2 separate regions of the Rattus norvegicus genome follow, and region 1 is linked to region 2. Evidence: chromatin contacts called from public Hi-C data. All regions are on one chromosome and are shown on one strand. The core of a region is the stretch at or near the end of the contact, and the rest is flanking DNA. Distances in the headings are between cores, read along the strand shown. Region 1 overlaps Brwd1 (bromodomain and WD repeat domain containing 1). Region 2 overlaps Brwd1 (bromodomain and WD repeat domain containing 1).

What was found. A called contact is a pair of places that touch in the nucleus more often than the background predicts.
Region 1: a Hi-C map of liver shows a contact between it and region 2, with 1.8 times the contacts expected there. The contact joins two enhancer-like sites. A contact is called at or near these places in 4 of 12 Hi-C or Micro-C datasets (the A7r5 cell line, hepatocytes, kidney and 1 more) and 1 of 1 datasets of contacts at active chromatin or transcription factors (oligodendrocytes).

Annotation. Positions count from the first base shown.
Region 1 is chr11:48,835,140-48,841,972 of GRCr8, reverse strand. All of the region lies in intron 4 of Brwd1 (bromodomain and WD repeat domain containing 1), which reads left to right. Among named protein-coding and RNA genes, the nearest start is that of Brwd1, 9.7 kb to the left of the region's middle. Within about 2 kb of position 4,697, at least 13 of the 93 cell types and tissues checked have an H3K27ac peak or open chromatin away from gene starts, as enhancers often do. A contact at or near this core is called in liver, where this site is marked.
Region 2 is chr11:48,788,233-48,795,347 of GRCr8, reverse strand. It overlaps Brwd1 (bromodomain and WD repeat domain containing 1), which reads left to right. Exons shown (of 41, transcript NM_001371922.2): 24 at 1,227-1,352; 25 at 1,431-1,538; 26 at 3,576-3,700; 27 at 4,497-4,579. Among named protein-coding and RNA genes, the nearest start is that of Mir6324, 9.6 kb to the left of the region's middle. Within about 2 kb of position 4,312, at least 2 of the 93 cell types and tissues checked have an H3K27ac peak or open chromatin away from gene starts, as enhancers often do. A contact at or near this core is called in liver, where this site is marked.

The sequences.
Region 1 (6,833 bases), core at 3,448-5,947, 46 kb before region 2:
GGTTTGTTCTGTGTAACAGGTCTTGTAATAACTTACGCCAAAGAAGCGGCTTTAAGATGTGCATGTGGGGCCTGGGGAGAGGCTCAGCATATGGGAGTACTAGCTGCTCTTTCCAAAGGGTCTGGGTTAAATTCTCAACACCCATGTGGCAGCTCACAACTGTCTAATTTCAGTTACAGGGGATCTGATATCTTCACACAGACATACCTGCATGCAAAACACCAATGCCCATAAAGTATGAGTAAATCTTTTTTAAAAAGATGTGCATGTGTAGTCAATACAGCTTACTTTGTAGCTCTGGCTGGCCTGGAACTCCGGGATCTGTCTGCTTTTGACTCCTGAATGTTGATTAAAGTCATCAGTATTTGTAGTTGCAGCTAGACATGGTATCATTTTAGTTTACATTCGTAGGGTCTTAAGATATCTTAAGATAACAAATGTTTATGAATGTATTATCTGAATCAAGGAAGGGTACCTGATTGGATCACTAAAACATGGATAAGAACCGAGCTGCATTTGTGCCTGGTGCTGAGAAAGGCATGACAGTTCTGAGTCACTTGGCCTTGGCTGGGCTGCTTCGTTTGCACAGGCTCACCGGTCATTGAGGTCTGTGACTTCAGGATAAAGGTCCTTTTGTTTCTTTGCATATGATTTTTTTTTGTTCTGTTGCTTTCTATAAAGTAGGGTTGTGAATTTGTGTTTTCCTTCTAATTTCTTTAGTTTTTAAGTAAAAGATATGTTAAAGTCTTATTGTTGAATAGACCTAATATTTTAAAATTAGAAAATGATCCTCATTTAGATGACACTTATAAAAAAAAAAGTCATTAAAAAGATCTATTTTCATGTGTATGAGTGCTTTGCCTGCATAGGGGTGTGTGTGTGTGTTTGTTTGTGTAACATATGTTCCTGTTAACCCATGGATGTCAGAAAAGGACATGAAATTCTTTGGATCTGGAGTAGCAGATGGTTGTGAGCCACCATGTGGTTTCCACGAACTGAACTCAAGTCTGTGAGAGCAGCGAGAAGTGCCCTTAACATTTTGAGTTATGTCTTCAGCCCCAAAGGATGATGCTTTGTCTCTTGAGTTTGTTTCTTTTGACCTCCTGGGTCTTGTGCATTCTACACAAGTGCTCTCCCACTGAGCTACAGCCCTAATTCACAGTTCTGCATCTTTACCATGGGCCATATGAATAGGATTGTTTCACCAGTTCTTGATGGCAGAAAGAAACAGCTCAGAGGCACCCCCCCCCCCCATTTTGCAGCCTGGGAGCTCAGACTTAGGTTATCCTAAGTACCATGTTTCCAGATTTGTTGACAGTTGCAGGAAATTTTTATAGCAATAGAGTAAAGGCATAAAGGCAATTCTCTAGTACATGGGTGGAAACGTAGGTGGTTACAGCAAAATGGAGAGTCTTTGCCATACCTCCTGGTGTTAGCCTTCAGAATGGTGGAGTCTGGCTGGAAGTAGTATATACTTGTAATCCCAGCTCTTGGGAAACAGGCAGGCAAATCTCTTGAGTTGGAGACCAGTCTGGTCCAGGACAGCCTGGGTTACACAGAAACCATGTCTTGAAAAAACCAGACCAAACAAAAAAACCAAACCAAAATCCCAAAAGCAAAAAGAAACAGAAAGGTGGAGTCTGCTTGAGCATTCCAGAAAGGATTTTACCTAACACCATGAAGAAGACAGGTGAAATACCGGTGGGTCTAGTTAGGGGCCCAGAGACAGCCCAAGATGGTTTGGTTCTGGACTTGTACCACTCCAGCTCTGGAAACAGGTTCTAAGGGTCCGTTGGCCTTGTACTGTGTTGAATATAGTGTGGCTATGTTTGGGTACTTCAGTTTGCACTGAGCTTTGTTGTATAAAAGGGGACAGACATGGTCCGATGATCGGTTCACCCCAGAAAGAATATACGGTTTCCTCACTGGCTGTAAGTGGTGGCTGGACCTTTGTATTTGTAGTTGACGGTCCCTGGGTACTGTTTTGTTCACTGCTGACTTTGCATGCTTTGAGGGCAAGAGCAAGACTTCCTTTTAAAGACTTTAGGATTTCGGCCCTTGTGACCTTTCTAATGTAGTTACTTCTACTAAAAGGTTCTACATACATGCGTGTATGTATGCATATATTTATTTGAAGGCAGGTCTTACCATGAGGTTTTACCTGTCCTGGAACTCATTATGTAGACCTGGCTGGCCTTGAACTCTAGAGATCTGTCCTCTGCCTCCCAAGTGCTAGGATTAAAAGCACGTGTTCCCACATCTGGTCTGCATGTCTGTAAATACTATTTTATTTATTTTCACTGGGTAGTCCTGGAACTTGCTCTGTAGACCAGGCTGGCCTTTGCTTCCTGAGTGCTGGAATTAAAGGTGTGCCACTATTTACCAGCAAACACTTTTATTTTATGTGTGTATACACTTTTATTGGTATGTGTACATGTACTCAGTGTCAGTGTGCACATACTAGTTAGTGTTAGTATTCTCCTCTGACCATGTGGGATCCAGGGATGGAACTTGGGGTGTGAGGGTTGGTGGTGAGTACTCTAAACTGGCTGAGACATTTTGGCTGGCCCAGTTTATATTCTTTTTTTTTTTTTTTTTTTTTTTTTTTTGGTTCTTTTTTTCGGAGCTGGGGACCGAACCCAGGGCCTTGCGCTTCCTAGGCAATCGCTCTACCACTGAGCTAAATCCCCAGCCCCCCAGTTTATATTCTTAAAAAAACGATAAAGACATTTAGATTTATGTATATGTATGTGCTAACAACTATGCAGCACATGTCACGGAGGGCATTAGGGCATTGGAGTCACGGGTGATTGTGAGCTACTATGTGGGTGCTGGGAACCAAACCTGGGTCCTCTGCGAGACTCCCAAATGATGTTGTTGGTGAGCAGCCTCTCTTGCCTTTTTAATACTTAACTTTATCCATTTACTGCCTGTATCTACACTCACGTGTGTGTGCATTTCATGGCACATATCCCTTTGTGTGCGACAAGGGGATTGACCCCTTTATCAGGCAGGACAACAGCGTCTCACTGGTCTCACTGTAGCTCTGACTGGCTGCCCTTGAACTCAACAGATATTTATTTTTGCCTCCTGAGCGCCTGCATTACCACACCCTGCACAGTTTTTCTTCATTACAATAAATTGCAATGCATTTATTTATTTGTTTATTTATTTATTTATTTAAAAATGAAGTTTGTCTTTTTCAATCTCAGTTAATGCTTTATTTTTATCTTCATTTTCACTTTTGAGACATGGTCTCAAGTAAACCAAGCTGACCTCAAGCTGGTTGTGCAGCTGAAGAAGAGCTCCCACTTTTGATGCTATCTGCTGTGCCTTTCAATTGTTGATGTGTTGCGGTAAAAATTTTAAGAAGGAACATTTTTCTATCAGTTCCTGCAAGCTGGATCCGCTTGCTCTGGCTGCTACTCTGAGTGGTCCTCTAGGTGGTAGTTAGCATGCCTGGTGAGTGCACACACACACACAAACACACACACACACACACACACACACACACAACCTCATTCAGTGGGCCCTTGTGTGTTCTCACTCTGTATAGGCAACAAAACCGGATTCCCATGCTCCAACTGCCTTTCAGCCATTTCTTTCACACGCTGTCCTCTTTAGTCCAGTAGAATCAAAGTTCCAGAAACTTGTAATTTAGCAATTAGATTTATATGTTAAATACTCATCCACAATACATCCACACAATAAATTCACTGCCAATTAATAAAGATGTAGACCACCCGGATCGGAATCATCTTCCTCTGCTGCGTTGGCTCCATCTTGATTCCTCTCCTCCCTCCTCCTCCCACCTTAAACAAAAGCTTTGTCCCTGCCCCACTCTGCTGTCTAATCATGTATCACCTTGACATCAACCTACACTGATGCCAGGTGTATTCTGTGTGATGTCGAGGTCAAACCCAGGGCCTCCTGATGATATAATGGGTGAGATATTTATTTATTTTTATTGTCAAGTACTGTGGAAAAACAAAACCAAAAGCTGTAACCTATAGAGCCTTTGAATTATCAGGTTGGTGCAAAAAGAACTAAGAATGGATTGACCACGAATTGTAGATCATAGATAGATTCTAGCAGACATACCTATATTAGTCAAAGCAGGAACAGTCATGCTCAAAGCATTAAAAACTTAATTTTATATTTATATTTATTTTGAGATAAGGTTCTGCTATGTAGACTAGACTGGAACTCTCAGATCTTCTGCCTCAGCCTCTGAGCACTGGGGTTAAAAGGTGTGTGCCACCAAACCCAGCTAGATTGACCATTGTGTTTTATGTGTTGGGGTGTTTTTCTCCATGTATGTCTGCACTACATGTATACCTGGTGCCCACAGAGTTGAGAAGAAGGTGTGAGATGCCCTGGGACTGTAGTCACAGATGGTTGGGTGCGTCTGTGGACGCTATGTCTTGAACCTGGGAGAGCATCGATGCTCTTACTGCCGAGTTAAGATGCTTGGCAAGTGGTGGTTGGTTGGCAGGAAGTTGGGTGATTGTGGTTGACAAGGCCACATTCATAGCTTAGTGTAACATAACTTGCAAGTGCTGCTGTAGGTGTGGGGTTTATTAGCGTGGAGAATTTTTGTTGCATCTCATGTATTTTCTGGGCTTCTCAGATGTGAGTTTCACTGTTGAGAAGGTGGTTGTGGATCAGACAGACTAGTGCAGGCTTGGTTTGAAGTTCTTGCTGCCAGTCCACTTTTTATCACAAGTCATTGAGAAATGGTTCATTTGTCCTCAGGGTGGCAGTGGCCCAAAGGTTTCTGCTTTGTTTGTTTTTTGGAACATTTTCCCTTTTTCAACTCGTTTCAAATGTTCGGTGGCCTTTGAAGGTTCCTAAAGAGTTCTGCCAACTGCTGTGGTAGTTTGGACGTCATAGCTGTCCAGCGTTCTCAGTTGGTTATTGTCCACTTAATGGCCAAACTCTGCTTCTCGTCTTCAGGGGTCAAGGTTCTTGCTCCCTTTGCAAAACAAAACGTCTTTTTGAAATTAACTTTTATTTTGTATGTATGATTGGTTTGCCTGAATGTATGTGCATGAACAAACCTGGTGTCTTTAGAGGTCAGAAGAGTCAGGTCCCTTGGAACTGGAGTAGACAGTTGAGTGCATCATGAGTACTGGGAACTGAATGCCAGTCCTCAGCAAGAGCTGACCCATCTCTCTAGCTGACCCATATCTCTAGCCCTGCAAAGTCTGTTAGCTCTGCTACCCACTGCACCTGCACTCTTAGCATTTCTGGTCCAGGTGTAAGGTGGATGCTATGGGTGGTCTTCTCCGCTTTATGGCCCATTCTGAACTGTGTGTGTGACCGGGGCTTTTATCTAATCCCTGGTCCATATTATAGAGCAAATATAGAATAGCATGCAATAAACCACTAGCAAAGAAGATAACAACTACTCACTGACGCCCTATATAACATAACACATTTATCTTTTAAAGGTTTATTTATTTATTATAAAGAAATACACTGTAGCTGTCTTCAGACACACCAGAAGAGGGCATTAGATCTCCATTACATATGGTTGTGAACCACTATGTGTTTTCTGGGAATTGAACTCAGGATTTCTGAAAGAGCAGCAGTCAGTGTGCTTAACCACTCAGCCATCTCTTATAACCCATATATATGGCCCAATATAACACATTTATTAAAAATGTATTCCAGTACAACATATTTCCACATTGAAAAGCCATCATTACTGTTGAACAACCTAGCATGAAAAACTAGTGTATGTTTTTGGCTTTTAGAGTTTGGTGTCTTTTGGCATTGATTCCTGTGAGAAGTAGTTCTGTTTTCATTTCTTGAGCTTCATCTAGCCAGCTTCTTAGGGAGGTGTCAGATTAGGTGCCTGTGCATAGATTGTAGGTGCTGCAATCCCATTTAGACAGCTGAGGAGGAGGGTCACATATGGAGGAGGCCAGCCTGGCCTGCCATACATAGCATAACCCCGTGTCAAAAACAGAAACAAAACTTGTGTCATTGCGTAGCCATGGTGCTAAAGATGGAGCTTGGCTGTAGATTGCTTCCCTTTGCGTCTGAAGCTCTGGGTTAAATCCTCAGAGTTGTAAACAATACCTACCCAAACAGCAAACCAGTCTGCAGCCTCAGACACAGCCACACCCACAATCCCTGCGTCCTGAAGGCTGAGGTTTAGGAAAGCTTACAAATTCAGGGCCAGCCTGAGATATGCCTAACAGGTTTCAGGCCAGTCAGGGCCCAAAGTGAAATCATCTTTTTTTTTTTTTAAAGGAGCTGGGTGTGGTGGCACATGCCTTTAATCCCTGAGGCAGTTGGTGGCCTGTTATATGGGGGGTGTGTGTGTGTGTGTGTGTGTGTGTGTGTGTGTGTGTGTGTGTGTGTGTGTATGTACATGCACACATATCCTTCAGTTTTATTTGAGATGCATTCATGTCTTTAATGGTGGGTGTCTCCCTAAGTTAAAGTTACAGTTCTTTCCGTGGTTTGTTCCTGTGGCTTCTCTTTATTGAAGTACAGTTAACATTCTGCCTCATGATTCTATTTAAGTGTTGACTTTGATAAAAGCAGAGTGTTGTTAGCACAGTGAAAACAGTTAAGAGTTCCCTGGTACCTTCATGCATTCTCTGATACTCTTTCTCTGACTGCACTAGGTGGTCTCTGTTGTATCTTATCAGTATAAGAGTTTGTCCTTTGGTATGTTAATGAATGTATGTATGTCTCAGCTTCCCTAGATCCTTCTTCCACGTCTTCATGACCACCTTGATCACCTCTTTCCTTCTTAGTGATCTACTGAGTCTTAATTCATGGGTTTTTCTTTTTTTTTTTTTTTTTTTTTTCTTTTT
Region 2 (7,115 bases), core at 3,063-5,562:
GGGTGGGTCAGAAATGTAGGTGCTCTGGTTCCTGAGTCACAGGTCTGATGGTGGGAATATTCAGGGGACCCCCCCCCCCCCCCAAGCCTAGTCCTGTGGCTGTGGCCATGGCTCTACTTATTTCATGTGCCTTTCCCTGCAGTTAGCTCCTTCACTTTTTTTTTTTTTTAAGATTTATTTTATTTATTCCATGTATATAAGTACACTGTTGCTGTCTTCAGATATACCTGAAGGGGACATCGGATCCCATTATGGATGGTTGTGAGCCACCATGTGGTTGCTGGGAATTGAACTCAGGACCTCTGGAAGAGCAGTCGGTGCTCTTAACCGCTGAGCCATCTCTCCAGCTCTCCTTCACTGTTCTTATATCATGTGTAGAGCTGTGGGTCCAACAGTAAAGCGAGGGGTCCACCCTAGTGCTTCCTGTACGGCTCAAGCCGCGTACTGTTGACTCTGTTTCATCTTACTTGCAGTGATCCGAAGAGGAGTAAGGAACAAGTATGGAGAACATGTGTTGAAAGTGAACCATCTCGAAAACCTTAACTCAAGAGATGACCTATCCGTAGGGCTGGGGATGTTGTTCAGTTGGTTTCTGGCCTACCTAGCATTCGGGAAGTTCAGGTTCCACCTCTGACACCACGTAGGGCAGGCATGCTTTTCCTTATTTGTAATCTCCGCAGCCAGGGGTGAAGGCAGGCAAACAGCACTTGTCATGCTTGGGCACATGCTGAGCTGGAGGCCATTTTGGGATAAACAAACCTGTTTCAGAATACTAAAATAAACAGATAAGAGTGCTAGCCACAAAGTACATAGTCTGACAGCTTGAGTTTGATCCTTGGAACTTGGAGGTGTGTGCATGCACACATGCAGTACACAAATTAAAATAAAAAACAGTCACAAAAGGAGTTTTCCTAATTATTACTAGGCTGTGTTCAAACTCAGTGCAGTCTTGGCAGAGTGGCTTATGCCTAGAAGACACGTACAAGGAAGCTCCTCTAGTGGGACAGGGCACCGGGGTGAGGGAGTGCTGGACTGGGTCTAGATAGCTCCACAGTGATTGTAGAAGCTGCAGGTAACAGGAGGGTGGGATCCAGACATCATTTTTTAAAAAAAGCAATAAATTCTCTGTGTATTGATCCAAAAAAACTACTGTGAATGGTGAAGTTTTTAATTAAATGGTTAAATGTCCTCTTTTCTACCAAGCTTTACTGTTTTCCTCTTGGCAGAGTCTGCGGAGGACGACGCCAGCAGAACTTGCAAATATGGAACCCTTGTATGAGTTTCACCCTCCTGTGTGGATAACTGACACTACACTTCGCAAGTCCCCTTTTGTTCCTCAGATGGGTGATGAGGTGAGACAGAAACCTTTGTGGGGGGGAGGTGCTCGTGAAAGTTCTGTGGTTGCCGTAAACATACACTTCCCTTTGCAGGTGATGTACTTTCGTCAGGGTCATGAAGCTTACATTGAAGCTGTCAGAAGAAATAACATTTATGAACTGAACCCTAATAAGGAGCCGTGGAGAAAAATGGATCTTCGGGTAGGTCACTGTTAACGTCCAGAGCACGTGCAGTAGAATATGAATGTGGGGACAGATGATAGCAAGAGCTGAAAAGGAGAGAATTCCCTGGGAATGCTGCTTTTCCAATCTGTTCATAATATCTTCTTGTTGAAAATGTCCATTTTAGCAAATGGCAAAGATTTTAATCAGTCATTCAAACACTTGATAAGGTGGTCGTGTGGCCCCTGCCTGCTTCCTGGGGGAGTAATTGGCATCAGAGTTGAAGGTAAATGGCTTTCAGGCCTTTATAGCCAGTCTTATTCCTGGTATCCTAGACAAGAAGTAGAAAGCTCATAAATGCATGAAGAAGGCAGTTCCTGTGGCCATGCACACACAGTGGCATGGGAGCCATGTGCTCATCATCGTGGCCACGTTGAGCTGCGCTGTGTTCTTGCACTGCCTGTTGCTGAAGCGTAGAACTCTGAGTGGTGGGAGGAGATGCATTCTGCAGTCTGTTTTGTTGCTTAGGACAGAGTAGCACTAGAATGTCAGCAGTGTTTACTGATGACTTCATATATAGTGAGGTAGAAAATGAAAGAAAATTAAGTTTATTTTTATTTTATATACATTGATGTTTTGCCTGCATGTATGTCTGTGTGAGGGTGTTATTAGATCTTGGAGTTATGGATAGTTGTGAGCTACCATGTAGTTGCTGGGAATTGAACCTGGATCCTGTGGAAGAGAAGTCAGTGCTCTTAACCACTGAGCCAATTTCCAGTCCTGAAAACATACTTTAAGTATTGAATTTTGTGGCCTGGTTTCTGTGATTTTTTTGGCTTTATGTCTACTTTACTATGCAATACAAATACATTCTCATACATGGGTTTAGTATTTGCATATTCATGATTATGTCATTTTAAAGCATGAAGTTCACACTGGGACGGTTGCAGGACTGTCAGTGGTGTTTGCGTTACCTGCGAGTGTGTTGCTGAAGGGGAAGAGTCCCCGAGTGTCACTCGTGCCTTTTGAGTGTGTTTCTCATGCGTGTGGTTTTTGAGGCAGCTGCTTTTGATAACAGCCTCTTAAGTACAGATTTTTTTAATTGGTGACTTCATGTTCCTTAGTATAAGAATCCTGTGATGTGCATGTTTTAGGGGGAAAGAGGGGGTTTAGAGAAGCTTCACTTAGATAATGCCTAAGTTAGCTGCGAGATCTGTTTATATATTTTCCAACTGTGCTTTCTTTCTCTCTGTCCTTTTCTGTGTCTACCATTCTTGTAGCTCAGGCTGGCCTTGAACTTCCCCTTCCTGCACCCTCTAAATTGCTTGGATGGCAAGTATGCTCAAGCAATTCTGGAGGTAGGCTGTTGTGAAATCTGATGCCCTTCTGTCCTGCTGTCACCAGGCATACATGTGACACACAGATACATGCAGGCAAAACACATAAGCTAAAAATTGAAAAAAACAACTTATAAGCAAAATCCTATTGTGTAACACAAAATTACATAAAGATGTTTATTCTAAGGAGGAATTAAAATCTAAGGAAGTGGGGTTGGGGATTTAGCTCAGTGGTAGAGCGCTTGCCTAGCAAGTGCAAAGCCCTGGGTTCGGTCCCCAGCTCCGAAAAAAAGAAAAGAAAAAAAAAAAAATCTAAGGAAGGGCAGGTAAGAGAGGTTGCGGATATGAGTTCAGTTCCCACTTCTCATGTGGTTGCATGATGGAGCCCACTCCTACATGCACTGCTTTGGCCTTTACATGGATGCTTTGGTACATGCAGACACACACATAAATAAGTGGAAAAACAGACAATAAAATGGTAACTGCTTATTGTACTGATTCTGCACCTCTTTGAAATTCCTCTCCTCACACCTGTGACATTTTCGAGTGAGCACAGTGACTGCTTAGTGAGCATGTTTCTGTGTAAGATACTGCCCTGCAGATTAGCAGCCAGTGGCAGATTACATGTAGCGTTTGGAAGCAAAGGTAAGAATTGGCTTAGTTTAGTAGTAGTACATAGAGAATTACAGTATTGACAAACTGCCTTTGAGAGCCATTTCTAAGTACACGTCTATTACAGGATCAAGAATTGGTCAAAATAGTTGGACTAAGGTATGAGGTTGGACCACCTACGCTCTGTTGCCTCAAACTAGCATTTATAGATCCAGCAACTGGCAGACTGACGGATAAATCTTTCTCTATTAGGTATGTATTTCTACATATAGGTGGGTATAATTTCCACTGAATTAGTTAGATGTAGAGTTTTACGTCCATAGGCTTTTCCCTTTTAGCTGCCTTAGGCATGTGGATCACTGTGCAAAGGCCGTCCAGGCAGCAGTTAGGCAGGGAGTCTGCTGCTTGGGTGGTTTTTCACAGTGCTCACACAGGTAGAAGATGAGAGCCTCTGCAGGAAATTTGTCACATGGTGGTTCCTAGTCACACATGATTGAGGATTGGATGTGCTGATCCCAGTTGAGCACACATTGCACGTTGCTGTTCTGGAGACTGAAAATGAAGACAGGGTCCCTCACTAAACCTGGAGCTCACTGTTTGGTTAGGCTAGCCGGCTAGGGATCTACCTTTCTGGCTTTCTCTGCCTTCTTAGCATTTACCTCTGACTTCCGTGTGGACCTTGGCAATCTGAACTTAGTCCTTATATTGCCCTAAAAGCACTTATTAAAGGAGTCATGTCTAGTACCCTTTATCAGCTATGGTTAGATATGCCTGGGAAGATGGCTCAGCCGAGAAAAGCCCAAGTTCCACCAAGCTGGGCAGGAAGAGATAGGCGGATACCTGGTACTCACTGGCTTGCCAGGCAAGCTCCAGACTAGTCTTAAAGAACGAGGTGGGTGGCATTTAGGGAATGATACCCAAGATGGTCCCCTGAAATCTACCCTTTCTGTGCACATGTACCCAGAAGTTTGAGATGACAGATAAGATAGTACCTGAGTCTTTTGAATATTGCTGCTTTCCACTGTGGTAATTTTTAATTTTCTTTTAGATATCATGATATGCCAGATGTTATTGATTTTCTTGTGTTGCGCCAATTTTATGATGAAGCAAGACAGAGAAACTGGCAGCCTAGTAAGTCTGTCTGTCCTTACTGAGTTACAAAGTCTTCACTGCACAGAGTACTTTGATTTATGGTTTATATAAACAATTTCTAGAAGCATAAGTGACCTTGAAATGCGTCTGCTTAGTGCTTGTGCTAACTGGTACCTATTCCTTATAGACTTCTTAGCTAATGACATTGCTTCTGCTTATTTTGTGCATGATTGGAAAAGACTGTCTTGTTCTCATTTTAGAGGCAGGGTAGCTTTGGCTCACCTGGAACTCCCAGAACCACCCACCTTTGCTTCTATCTCCCGAGTACTGTGGTAAAGGCATGTGCCTCACATTTAGCTATATGCAGTTATCTTTAATGTAGTACTTGTTTATTTTGTACTTCAGTAGGGTTTAAAACTGCTTCTCAACCTGTGGTTGAGACCCTGGGGATGAATGGTCTTTTCATCGGGGTTGCATATTTACAATTTTTAACAGTAGCAAAAAATTATGAAGTAGTAATAGAAATAACCTTATGGCTGGGATCTCCACAACTTGAAGAACTGTATTAAAGGATGCAGCATTTGGAAGGTTTAGAACTACCTTAAATTTAAAATATTTATAAACCATTTAATTTGATGGTTAAAAAAATAATTCCTAATTTAACACAAAATATATTGTGGTGCAAGCTGAGTGGTGGTGGAGCACAACCTTAATCTCAGCACTCAGGAGGCAGAGACAGGTGGGTCTGAGTCTGAGGTCAGCTTGGTCTACAGAGCAAGTTCCTGAACAGTCAAGGCTATACAGAGAGACCTTGTCTTGAAAACATGTTGTGGGGGGTTGGGGATTTAGCTCAGTGGTAGAGCACTTGCCTAGCAAGCACAAGGCCCTGGGTTCGGTCCCCAGCTCCAAAAAAAGAAAAAGAAAGAAAAAGAAAACATGTTGTGGAGTACCCACAGTATTTTACTTTTGATAAGACAAACAATGTGAGTTAAGTGATAGGACTTGAGGAACTGGTCCTTTAGTAAGTAGACAAGCCAGAAAGACGACTCAACTGTTAACGGACACTTGCTCCTCTTCCATAGGAACGGAGTTGAATTCCAAACGCCCATGCCAGGCAGCTCATAACTGTCTGTAACTTCATCTCCAGGGGATTTGACACCCACACTCTCCTTTCTACATGCATGCATGTTCTTTGTTTATGGATTTACCCTACTTGCCACCTCTACCCTGTTTTTTAAAAAAAAAAAAATCTTAGAAACAAAAAGAAATGCAGACATTTGGATCAGTAGGATGGCTTAGATGGTCCCCCTGTATCCCAGCCTGATAGCTGGAGTCTGGTCTCTAGAATCCACATGGTATGTAGAACCAGTGACACCTGGAAGTTGTCCTGACCCCCACATCACACCTCCCCCTAAGCCCCCCATAGTCCTTGTGTTTAGAGGAAGTTGCTTGCTCTGCTGTCAGCTTTACAGTTCACGATTATCTTGTAGCTCTCTTCAGACACCAGCAGAGGGCATCAGATCCCATTACAGATGGTTATGAGCCACCATGTGGGTGCTGGGAATTGAACTCTGGACCTCTGGAAAAGCACTCAGTGCTCTTAACCACTGAGCCATCTATCTCTTCAAAGTTGTCCTTTGAGACAGGGTCTCACTGTGGCTATAGCTGGCCTGGAACTCACAAGAGTGGTCAGAGAGCTGGATGTGGGTGACTTAATTTGCTGTTTATAAAACACTCTGCTAGCTTATGTGTACAAGGCATAGATGAAATGGGTGGAATTTTAATTGACTGAATGAAGTCCAATCAGGATTCACTGTAGTTGTAGGATACATTTAAATCCTTATAGTCTTGAGCCACTCCTGCAGGATAATAACTACATTGTGTGTGGGGGTGTGGGGGGGTAGGGGATAGGGATAATAGGGATAGGACACAGCTCTACCCCAGACCCATTCTACCCTTTGTTTGATTTGTAGAGGATCCTCTGCAAAAGCCTGTTAGAAGGATTGGCTTTCTTACTGTTGAATTACTATAAAATGGTAGGATTGATTAATGGCTATGTAGTTCTTTTAAATAATAATCATAATGCATTTTTAATGGTTCAGAGTACTTTCAGACTTGATTTTTAACTTTTTATTTTAAAATTTACTTATTTTATGCTTGTAAGTAGGCTCCAGTGAGGTCAGGATTTTCGGAAGGTCATTCCCGAGTCCCTGGAGATTGAGCTCAGGGTTTCAGGATGGAGCCAGGTGCTTCCTTCATCCATTAACCTGTCTCACTGCTCCCAAACTCCAGTTGCTCCTGGGTTTTTGATAGGTTTTAGAGCACATTTTATGCTGTGTTTGTAGCGACAAGTAAGCATAAGGGGGCCGTAATCCTCCGCACACAGTAGTGAGGTGACATTAGTCTTGTCCCTCTCCTCGTGTGCTGGTGGAATACAGAGCTTCAGCACCCTCCGTGATGTGCCCTTAACCCTGAGGATTTTGAATTTTCTTAAACTTTATGCTTGATCTCTGTTCTTTGTGTATTGCGGTATTTCATAGGTAAAAGGCGTACATAGTGTTTGCAAATGCATGCC